Linked DNA regions of Mus musculus: all the other regions are linked to region 1. A link is a contact called in public promoter capture Hi-C data. All regions are on one chromosome and are shown on one strand. Each heading gives the region's core, a stretch centred on a gene start, on an enhancer-like site or on the middle of the called end of the contact. The rest is flanking DNA. Distances are from core to core; before and after follow the strand shown. Region 1 holds the start of Tbrg3 (transforming growth factor beta regulated gene 3). Region 2 holds the start of Fam118a (family with sequence similarity 118, member A). Region 3 holds the start of Nup50 (nucleoporin 50).

The links. Promoter capture Hi-C pulls out the DNA fragments that hold promoters and counts their contacts.
Region 2: a promoter capture Hi-C map of pre-B cells shows a contact between it and region 1, with 4 times the contacts expected there. The contact joins the promoter of Fam118a here to the promoter of Tbrg3 in region 1. A contact is called at or near these places in 2 of 39 promoter capture datasets (the C10 cell line and pre-B cells) and 1 of 115 datasets of contacts at active chromatin or transcription factors (thymic regulatory T cells).
Region 3: a promoter capture Hi-C map of pre-B cells shows a contact between it and region 1, with 4 times the contacts expected there. The contact joins the promoter of Nup50 here to the promoter of Tbrg3 in region 1. A contact is called at or near these places in 4 of 39 promoter capture datasets (erythroid cells, hippocampal neurons, liver and 1 more) and 1 of 9 other capture datasets (liver).

Annotation. Positions count from the first base shown.
Region 1 is chr15:82,896,737-82,900,302 of GRCm38.p6, forward strand. It overlaps Tbrg3 (transforming growth factor beta regulated gene 3), which reads right to left and starts at 1,725. Exons shown (of 1, transcript NR_027799.1): 1 at 1-1,725. All of the region lies in intron 1 of Tcf20 (transcription factor 20), which reads right to left. Gm20324 (predicted gene, 20324) reads left to right here and starts at 2,344. Exons shown (of 4, transcript NR_045068.1): 1 at 2,344-2,532.
Region 2 is chr15:85,035,327-85,038,892 of GRCm38.p6, forward strand. It overlaps Fam118a (family with sequence similarity 118, member A), which reads left to right and starts at 1,736. Exons shown (of 9, transcript NM_133750.4): 1 at 1,736-1,918.
Region 3 is chr15:84,921,741-84,925,306 of GRCm38.p6, forward strand. Nup50 (nucleoporin 50) reads left to right here and starts at 1,688. Exons shown (of 8, transcript NM_016714.2): 1 at 1,688-1,910.

The DNA.
Region 1 (3,566 bases), core at 475-2,974:
AAAATTCCCAAGGGTCACAGAAACCACCTTCCAGTATTTCACCCAGCTCCAAATTTCATATTCACCAGTTTGGTTGTTATTGCTTGTTGTGCTGTTGTTTGTTTGTTTGTTTGTTTGTTTGTTTTAAAGAGCCAGTAGAGCAGAATGACAGTAGAAAGCTAAGTATTTTAGGGCCACCCATACTAACTAATCTGCCCCTTGAGCAGGCCCTGAGTTAAAAGGAACCTGGTAACAAGTTTTGGGACCTAGGAGAGAAGAGTTATATTCAAGCTCCACCTCTCACTAGCTTATGTATTCTGTGGAGAAGGAATAATGAACTCTTAGGTCCACTGGGTAGACATTTTAGGACAGTTTAGAATTCTTTGGCCTAAGTCCATACATTGTTTTTGTTTTTAACGTAAATGTTAGCTTCCTTTCCTCTCTAAGTTAAAACTTAATAAAGGCAATTCTCCTACTATCTTACCTATGTAAGATCTCTCATATACATACGTACATACATACACACTCACAAACTACCACAGTAAAGCTTTATAGTAATTTTTTCATAAGCCATAAAACAAGCATAATACATACTTGAGTGTGAGAGGTGCTTCTAATTCAAGTAACTGGCACTTTTTCAAATCATACAGTAAACATGAGGTCATAATTCAAGTCCTAATAAAAAATTCCAAATAACTCATATGTATAATCTTAAGTGTCTCCTTATGTGACAGGCATGATTTTAACTAATATAAAAGAAAACCTTCTTTTAACACATACACAAGATAAACATTATGAGCCCATTTTGCCATCCACGTTTAAAGACCATTAAGGCTATACAGACCAAAATTTTTTAAAAAATGATCTAAAAAAACCATAGTGAGCTATATTTTATGGGGAATTGAGCAAAAACAAAAAAACAAACAAAAACAAAACAAAACAAAGTCTTCCACAAACAAGAGCAAAATCCAAGTTGGTCTAAGAGTACTTACCATTCAAAAGCATATGGCCCAGGGCCCTCACACACCAGAAAATCAGTAAAACTAACGGGTTCTTCAGCATCTGCCAGGGAAGTACCCTGCTACCACTAGGAATAAACCGGGGATGCAAACCATTTACTGCATCCTGAGGTGGATATTAATTCTGCAAGCCTACTACATCGCATAGCTAATTCTACTTTATCCCTACTCCAAGACTGAAATTGGAATTTGAAGTTAGCCAAGTAAGAGTCACCTAAAAGATCTTGAAATAGCATCCCTTCCCCACGTGGAAAGGGCTTCCAACAAAAACAGACCCAATCATCGCATCCATATTTCCCAATTAGCCAGTGCTTTTTCGGAAAACTCTTATCACAAAGGAAAAAAAAAAAGCATAATAATGTGCATTCAACATAAGCTAGACTGCTATTAATAGTGTGCGTTTTCTCTTCAGAAGCACAGAAAAGCACTGGGAATTGAGCACAAACTACCCTGACCAAGTTACTTCTCAAGCCAGTGAGGCGCATCTTACATCTCTCAGTAAAGTTCCTATGATCAAAATGAGAGCGAGCACAAAACCGGAGTGGAAGAACCACCAAACCAAACTCAAATAAACCTTCGAAATGTCTGGCCTGCAAGGGAGTCTTTAACAGAAGTGTAATTGAGGCATGAGAGGGTAGGTAACTTGCCCAGGGCTACAGTTTATTTGGTGGCCAAGCTGGAAGTGCATTCCAGGCCTCCTAGATCAGAATTTAGTGCCGTTTCCCCAGCTGCCAATGCCACCCCATGTAAAATCTTTTATAAAACTCTTCACTAAGGCTGTTAACATAAGGGTCCAATTATCATTCAAAGATCAGCCTGTTAGATAATAGCTCAAAAATTCCATCCATTTTTATAGCATTTACCAGAGTCATCTAATCTCTGGAGGGAGAACGCAGAGCTCGGGTAGAAACCCCTAATTCTGATTCGTCCCCAAAGGAGTTGAATACAGGCAGGCAAGCAAAACTGGTGTCCGCACCCACAAACCGTGGAGGAATCCGCAGCTCCACTGCCCCCCCCCAACACACACACACACACACACACTAAATTCCACTCCCATCCCGGCGCACTCAAGACATCCCACCTCCCGCCGCAGGCCGGATAGCAAACTCTTCTATAAGCCACCACTTTTCCGTGAGAATGAGGAAGAGAGACTCAGAGCCTCGCCTTCCCATCCCCTACCCGCGAGAAAGAGCTCCTTCGTGGACTCCGCGGGACCCTGCGCCCTGCCCTGCTCACCGCGGCGGGGGAGGGGAGAGCGCCCCACACAGGAAGTGCATCCTGCGCCCCTAGCTCGCGCCCCGCCGCCGGGTACCTGCTCTGGGCCGCCGGCAGGCGACAGGCAGCCGCATCCACATGGCCTCAGGTGTTCGCGCGGCTGCTCCGCCAGCCCCAGCCGGCCCCTCCCCGGCCCGCTCCAAGCCCGGCCCTTCACGGGTGCCTCGCCCCCAGCCCCCGGCCAAGAGGCCAGCAACGCCGGTCCCCGCGGGGCTGCCAAGAACGTGGACCCCTCAGCACCTCAGGCCGCAACGACCAGGTATCTCCGCCCGCAGCCCCAGAGCCTCCGGCCGCTCTGCCCTGACGCCGGTCCTGGCCGTTGACCCCTCGGCAGCCCACGCCGGTCCCCTCAGCCCGCTCCGCGACTCCCGAGGCTCAGCACTTGCAGGGCGGGCCGGGCCACGACCTGTGCTCCCAGCAGCCAGCCTGAGCGGCGCGGCCCGGTCCCGGCCCCTCGGGCTGCCCTTTCTCCTCAGGCCGGGCGGCGGTTACCTGCAGGAGCCCCCCGGCCCGTCCCTCGGCCTCCGCCGGCGCTGGGAGGGGAGGGGGCGGCGGCGCGGCGCGGGGTGGGGGTGGGGGTGCCTCCACCGCCTCCAGCGCGGACGCCCAGGCCGACGGCGGGGCGGGCCGGGGCCGCGGCCCCTAGAGGCTCGCTCCGGCCCGCGCGCTCGCTGGCTCACTCCCCGCTCCGGCGCGCCTCAGGGAGGGCTCCCCCGGCTGAGGCCGTGGCCGCCTCGCAGGGGCCGAAGGCGGCTCGGCTCCGGGTTTTTTCTCTCCATTCTCCCAACACACAGGAAATAACAGAGCGTCAGGTGACGGCGCGCAGCCAATGAGGCGGCTCCGGGCCCCGGCGCGCGGGCGGGCGGGAGGGCGCGCGGCGGGGCGGGGCGGGCGCAGGGGGCGGGGCCGGGGGCGGGGTGGCGCGCTGCCCACCCGCGTGTGGCAGCGTCGAGAGGCGCAGCAAGGAGACCCCCTACTCTGCGGTCCGGGACCACGCGCCCAGTGCTACCTCCAGCCCTCCGCTTAAGGCTACCTTGTGGGGTGCCCCAGAGCAACTTTCTGGGGAGTTAGTGGCACAGAACCTTCTACTGGGATTTCTGGAGTTCTCCCAGAGCCTCCAAATCCGAAGTCGCGCCTTTGGCAGCCCTTGAAGCCCGTGGCAATTTGTATAGTTACTTGAGCTGCCACCAGGGTGGCTCCCGCTTTCTTAACGTCCGCCGGGCCCAGGTGGGTAACATGGCCTGGTGTGTGCGGATGCACTCTCTGCCCATGGTGCCTACTGGGTGTTCCTGG
Region 2 (3,566 bases), core at 486-2,985, 2.1 Mb after region 1:
GGAATCTGGTCTGTTGAACTCATGCCATGAAACATATTTTGTGCACACACCTATTCATGAATTTGTTCAGCCTACCTGAATGACGCACTGCAGGAACACACTGGCGGGCGCTACATTATCTACTCAGAATGAACACAGTGGACAGGGATTAAAGCAGTTTTCTGAGACTCCCTGTAAATCAGGGTGATCCTAGTACTGCCAGGCTGGGTAGAAAGTGTTCATCTGTCTCTCTTGGATACAGAGGAGGGCATTGTTTCTAAGGTGTCCCTTTTGTCCCTTCTGTGGGTTTGCCCTTGTAAAGCTGCTTGGCTGAATGGGCAGAGACTTCCGATCTGTGTTGACCTTAGATGGAGAGTTGGGATTACTGAGGCTCTGCCACACTGGATCTTGGAGGGCATCCAGTGTGTGGGTGGTGTGCTGTGGGTTCTAACTCCTCAGCTCCTAGCCTACAGTCTCCTTGAACAACTTCCTTCCTGTAACCCGGGAACTTCTCCAGTGTCACAGGTTCAAGTCTTAGGACCCTTTATGGAAGCAGGAGCTTGTGAACTAAATTGCATCACATGTAAATTGTTCAGTCTAGTAGTGGGAAGCCCAGACCTTTGAAGCCAATGCATGGTTGGTATTGCCAATACAACTTCTCTGGGCTTCCTCCTCTCCTGCTGTTAATTGCAGTAAATGGGGTGCCATCCTCATGGGAGATGTCCTGAGGACTGAAAAAAACATTTTCTCAAAGGCCAGCTACTTAGTAGGTACCCAGACTCAGGTGTTCAAACCACTGTTCTGGGCTCTGGTGCCACAAATTTCAAGCTGGCCAGGTAGTGATTTTGTATACCTTACACCCACAGAGTAGGTGGAACTCTGTGAGCTTGAGGCCAGCCTGTTCTACAGCGCTAGTTCTAGGACAGCCAAAGCCACATAAAACCCTGTCTCAAAAAGAAAAGAACAAAAACCCAGGTTTTATTACACATGCATTTTTCTTATGGGGCTGAAGGGATGCTTACAGCAAACCCATGTAGAAAAAAAGGAGCCAGAGGTAGAGGAAGTCCAAATAACTTGCCTGGGCAGGCCGACCTGGGAAGATGAGGAAGAGGAAATAGGCTTTGATCCATCCCAGCCTTATTTAGAGAAAGGAGAGGTGTCATTGACTTTTAAAGGTCCTCATGCTGAGTGCTCCAGCGCAGAGCCCACCCACGTGTACTCTCGAACGTTCGGGGTGGGCACTGAGTTCACCCGATTAACAGGTGCTGAACCTGGGTACATATGCTCATTAGTCCCTGGATCTAAGCCCAAGCTAGACGTGTCCAAGAGGCACATCGGAAGGGCCAGACGCCTACTCTGACACGTGGTAAGGGAGTCGGTCACTGCGGGGAGGACGTGAAGCATGCTAGGCTGGGGAAGGGCACAGGCTGTACAGCCTGTGGCTTGAGGTAGATGGAGTGAGCCCGGCTGGAAGTGGTTGCCCAAGGGTGGTTCCGGCCGAGCTCAACGCCTTCTGCGTTTCCGCGGGGCTGTCCAGGCGTGCAGATGGGGAAACTGAAGACAAAACAGCGCTGGGAAGACTGGCCGCGAGACATTCAGTCTCTTAAGACCAGGCTCATCGTGGACACGACAGCACAGTCCGTGGGTCCAATCGTAGCTTCTCTTGGGGGCGGGACGCGTCGTGGCCACGCCCCTTCGGGCGGGGCTTCCCGTTGCCGCGGGGCCGTTGATTTCAGGGCGGAACGTTCGCGCGGGCAGTGCGCGCGCGCGGGGGGAAGGCCTTGAGAGAGCGCTGCGGATTCGGCTGGGCAGGCTCGGCGTGGTGCACGCGCAGCGCCATCCGGCGCAGCGCCCGGCGGCTCCACCCAGCCGAAGGGGCGCGACCCGGGTGGGAGGCGGCGAGAGCGCGAGCGACACTGGTGTCTCCGTGGCACGGCAGGTGAGGCGGCGGGTCGGGGCTGGGTGCCAGCGCCTCGCGTCTCCCCAGCCCTCAAAACCCGCCTAGGGTGCCCAGGACCCTAGTGCCCTCTGATGCGCTGGGGACCCTGCCTCCGACATCCCCTGGGCTGCCTGGGTCCGCGGCCACCTGTGGACCTGATTACCTTCCACACCTAGAAAACCTCACCATCCTCCAGATTTCCCTCAGACTCAGCACACAGACCTCGGCGGCTTCAGGGCCCGAGACCGTTATATCTTCTCCAGAAGTCCAACAGATCCCCTCTGGTCCAACTCCAAAGCTTCGGGTCTCCAGGCCCATAGACTCCCATCCTTTCTTGGGTGGAGAGGCCTTCAGACCCACCTATCCCTAGAGACCTTCCTTCCTAGGATCTCCTGCCTCCTGCTCTCTATCTTGAGGTCCACAGAGCTTTTCAGCTTCTACTAGAGTGTTCTTGAGGTTTGTGAATTGTAAATAGGGATAAAAGTAGCACCATCTGATAGGTCAACAGAGGACCACGCATAACCAAAGAGGAGGTGGGATGTGGGGCTTCGCATGTGCGTTTGTTTTCACCGTGCAGTGGAGGCTGGTGTGGGACCGACTCATTGTGGAGAATGGCAGCGCTGGGAGTAACGGGAGTTGGGCAGTCAAAGCTCTTTTAGATTGTGCCCTCAATGTGTGGTAGTTTCTGTTACCACACACAGCCCACCAAAACCAGTCCAGGAAAGTAAAGCTTGATTACAGTGGTCTAATTGATGGGACGAAGGTAAACTAAAGGTCCATCTTTCTGGGATCCTGATTTAAGGGTGGCTGTCTTCCCTGAGGTGGAGGTTTGGGGCCAAATGGTACACATCTTATCATTTTCAGTCCTGGAAATCTCTAGAACAAGGATTATCCTTTCCTCGGGCTATTGTCATTGATAAACAGTCCTTGACTTGCTTGCTACACCGGCAGTCTGGTACCCTGAGGTAAAGCCCCAAGAAAGAACATGGCCTGATGATTGTGAAAGGCAAGGGCCAGGCATTTTTAAAGAGGGAGTGGATACCCTCTGCGGCCCAGTGCTGGGTGCTGGAGGCAGATGACACAGCTCCAGCTGGTAAGGGTTGGGAGGTGGGGATTAGCCAAGTTGGTGGTACTTAAGAGTGCCTTCAAGGCAGCTGGGGCTTGGGGGTTCTAGAGAGTAGCTGGGGTGAGGGAAGGGGATGCAAGAGGTAACAGGGAAGCAGACTCTTAAAGGTTGAGGAGTTCTGAGGATCACACCCAGGCCTTATGTTCACAGGTCAGACTGACTGGTGACTGAGCCATGTCCCTAGTCCTGGCTTACATATTTTTTCCAGTGGTCACTTTAGCTGTGGTGGAGCGACTTTTTTTTGTAGGCCAAAAGACCACAAAAGGTAGGAATGACTTGGACCCAGGCCGTGTGGTTCAGTAGCTCTCTAGAGCTTGACTGAGCTGAAAGCCCAGGCTTCGAGCTTGGGGCACTGACACGGGAACTTTTTTTAGGTGAGATTTTTATCTGTTTGCTTATAGGTGGTACTCACCTTAGCGCCTCACCAGGGTGTCTGCTATCCAAGTATAAGACACACTGCTTCCGGTAGGGGGAAGAGGGACTGAAGTCAGCGGGGGAGTCCTGAAGGAAAGGGGAAGGTAC
Region 3 (3,566 bases), core at 438-2,937, 2.0 Mb after region 1:
GTTTGCTTTTGAGACAGGGTCTCAATATGTGAGGCTGGCCATCTTGGAACTATGAAGATCAAGCTAGCCTGGAATTCAGAGATCTGCCTCTGTACTGGGATTTAATCAAGTACTGGGATTAAAATGAGCACCACTATGACCAGCCAGTTTTGTATTTTTATTTATTTTTGGGAGAGGGTCTAAGTTGCTCAGGCACGCTCAACATAGATTTGAATTTTATCTGTGGCCCAGAATAGGCCTTAAAGTTTTGATTCTCCTGCCTCAACTGTCTGAATAGCTGTGATTGTGGGTCTGGTCTGTATTAATGAGGATCTTCTTGTTACTCTGGCTGGCCTGGGCTGATCCTCTTGCCTCAGCCTTCCAGTAACTGTGACTTTAGTTGAAAATGCCCATGACCTGACTGACTTCAGATACTTAAATTATCTCTGGAGTACTTATAGCACTAAATATGACGTTAACGACATAGCTGAAATGTGTAGAGAATGACAAGAAAAATACCTTGCATGTATTTAACACAAATTTTCAGAAGACACTTCATTGGCAGTCAGTTGAATCAAGAACAAATGTGTGCATTAAATGCGATCTGGCTTTTTCTCTTTCACTCTGCTGGATCTGGGGGAACTGAATTTAGGGCTTTCCTCGTGCTAGCCAAGTACTCTACCACCGTGCCAGCTAGTCTCCTTTTGCAGTTCTTGCAGATCGATGGATGAAACACCCTGAAAATAAGGGACTTGACTTCTCCCTTGGAACCCCCTTTGTCCTCTCTCAAAAGTTTGGAACTATTGCTCTAGAAATGCTAGTTTCTCTGAGACCCGTTTCCGGATGGTTAAGGATGGGTCTGACATTCTGGTTCACATTCTCGTTAAAACTCAAGCAGAAGAATTAGACCAACCGGAATCCCTTCTTAAACAACTGAACCGCTTTAGAGTGCTGTAGTCAGCTAAAAGCACACAAAACACGAGTCCTGGTCCAGGACGCATACGGTTCGTCCCGCAGCTGAATCCCTCCGGGGACTTCATCTCCTGTGGGCCCTAGCTGGTCCTGCAGCTTGGGGCAAATTTACAGCTCCCAACGAGGAAATCTGTGGACATCTATCATAAAGCAGCAATTGGGGCAGGTGACCTTTAGAGTCCGTCCCGCAGGGCTCTCCAGCCCCATGTCGGGAAGAGCTACCACAAGCTTCCAAGTCTCCGCAGACTGAGATCCACCCTCCCCAAGGCCCGTCCACGTGAGAATCACGTTGCACCCGCCTCGTGCTCCCCCCAGATCCACGGCCAGTCTCCTCAGCCACCCACCACACCATCGGAGGCCTCCAAAGTCACTGACCACAACGCCTCCCGCTAGTGTCTCGGCAGCGATTGGCGCGCGAACCTCCTCAAACTGGGACGGCGGCCGACACGTGACCAACGTGCTTAACCCGCGTTTGACAGTGGCTTTGGCTCCCGGCCCGCTGCCCGCGCTCCCTGTGCGCACGCGCGAGCTCCAATGGTCCTCCCGGCGACTGTTTCTAGGGCGGGCTTGCGCATGCGCCGCGCGACCCAAGTGGCCCTCAGGAGAAGGGGCCGGCGGCGGAGGCTCCGACGCGCATGCGCAGTAGCTGGATGCGGGCGTCGCTTGCCTCTTCCCCCTCCCCCTCTCTTTTCCCTCCGATTGGTTCGGAGGCGTCCATTCGAGTTACAAGATGGCGGCCCCGGGCGCTCTCTTCACCGTTCTGTAGCAGCTTCGGGCTGAGCGGATGTCTCTTCTTGTCCTCAGTGTCGGACTCAGAGACACACGGCTCCCGAGTTCTGCTGATCACGAAGTTCCCGGAGGCGCTCGACGCACCGGAATCTCCCAGCGGCCGCGACCGCCGCCTCGGCCCTGCTCGCCGCGGCGCCGGGACTCCAGCGTGATCGGCGGCGGCAGTCAAGGTAGGTGAGGGCCGGGCAGGCCAGGAGGGCGGGGCGGCGGCCGCCTTGGCGACGCGGCGGGCTGTTTGTGAAGCCGGACCGGGCCGGGCCTGCCGGGCGAGCCGCCTGGCAGTGGAAGGCTCGGCTGAGCGCGGGCCTCGGCCCCAGCGGAGGTAGGCGGCGGTGGCAGGGCCGCCCTGGCCCAACCCTGGCTGGCCTTCGCCCCTTACATGTCGTCTCCCCGGCTGTTCGGTCCCCCGGTGCCCTCACCGAGTTTCCAGGCCGTTGGTCACCCGGGTTCGTCCAGGGCCACTTTTGAGGTTTGGGCTTTTCCGGGGCGTTATAGTGACCTCGATCGGCTCCTGGTGTTTTCCTGTGAAAGTCATCTCTTGACCGCAGAGTTGTGCGGGTGCGCACACCGCAGGAAGCGGCCCGATCGTGAATAATTCACACACACACACACACACACACACACACACCATCACCATCCCCTGTCAACACACACACACACCCCGTCCCCCGGCAACTTCCTAGCTTCATATCTTAAAAGCATTTCGTGGAGCCATTTTACCCACAAACGCAGACATTTGGCAAAGTCTTCCGGGCAGCTGTTGTAAGTCATTTATTACAGGGATTAAATTTCCCCGGTAACATATTGGTAGAAGCTTATCTAGTACGTACGAGACCCTGGATCCTGTCCCCACCGCTTTAAAAGAAAAATAAAACAGAAAAGCTTTAATAACAACAATAATAGCTGGCAGATAAGTCTCAAGTGCCAGGCCTTGTTCCAGATAATTTGCAGAGTTGTGTTTAACTATGGAATGTGAAATAAGTAGGTATTTGGTGCTTTAAAAAAAAAAGTATGTATCTCCTATGTTGGCCTTGAACTTGTTCTATGGCTTAGACTGGCCTCAAACTGTCATCCTGCTTCAGCCTCCCTCTACCATCACCCGGGTTGGTGAAATGTGTTTTAAAAGTTTAGCCTATAGTAGTAGTTACTTTTCCCTCTACAGCTTTTGAGTTTTGGAGTAAAAATAGGGGTTATTTTTGTTACTATTTTGACAGGACACTTCCTCTGTTTGAGGCACTCTTCTAAGCTATGCCATCTTAGTTTTCATAGCAGTCCCTCTGTCCCACAGATAATCATTCGCCAAACCCGATTGCCCAGGCTCGCTCAGCTTGTCCTGGAAGCTAGCAATAGCATCTTGTATTTTCTCAAATAAGTAATGCCTCGGACCACTGAATCAACAACAGATCTATGAGCCAGGTAGGTTTGGGACATTTTAGAGTCATCAGGAAACAAAACTAGAATTCCTGGCCTCTGACTCATCTGAGTAAAGTGTGAAATGGCAGCGGCAGCATTCGTTTGTTTTAGTCTGTCAGGTACTCTTTAGTTTCAAGTCTGAGCTAGACAGTTTAAATGCGTTTCCCACTATTCCTTTTGTCCACATCTTAAAACAGTAAATCTAGCAGGGTCACTGCTTACCTCTTTTGCCCTCTGGTGGTGATGTTAGGTAATGATTAGAAAAATTTCCCTAGGGATCCAGAGACCTCACCTGTGAACAGTTCTGTAAAGAACGCTATTTCTGATAAGATTAATTTTGCAGCGGTTTGGGAGAGGAGTTAAAAAGAGACGGTTCCCAGTTACTGATATTTATTAAAACTCATGCTGTATAT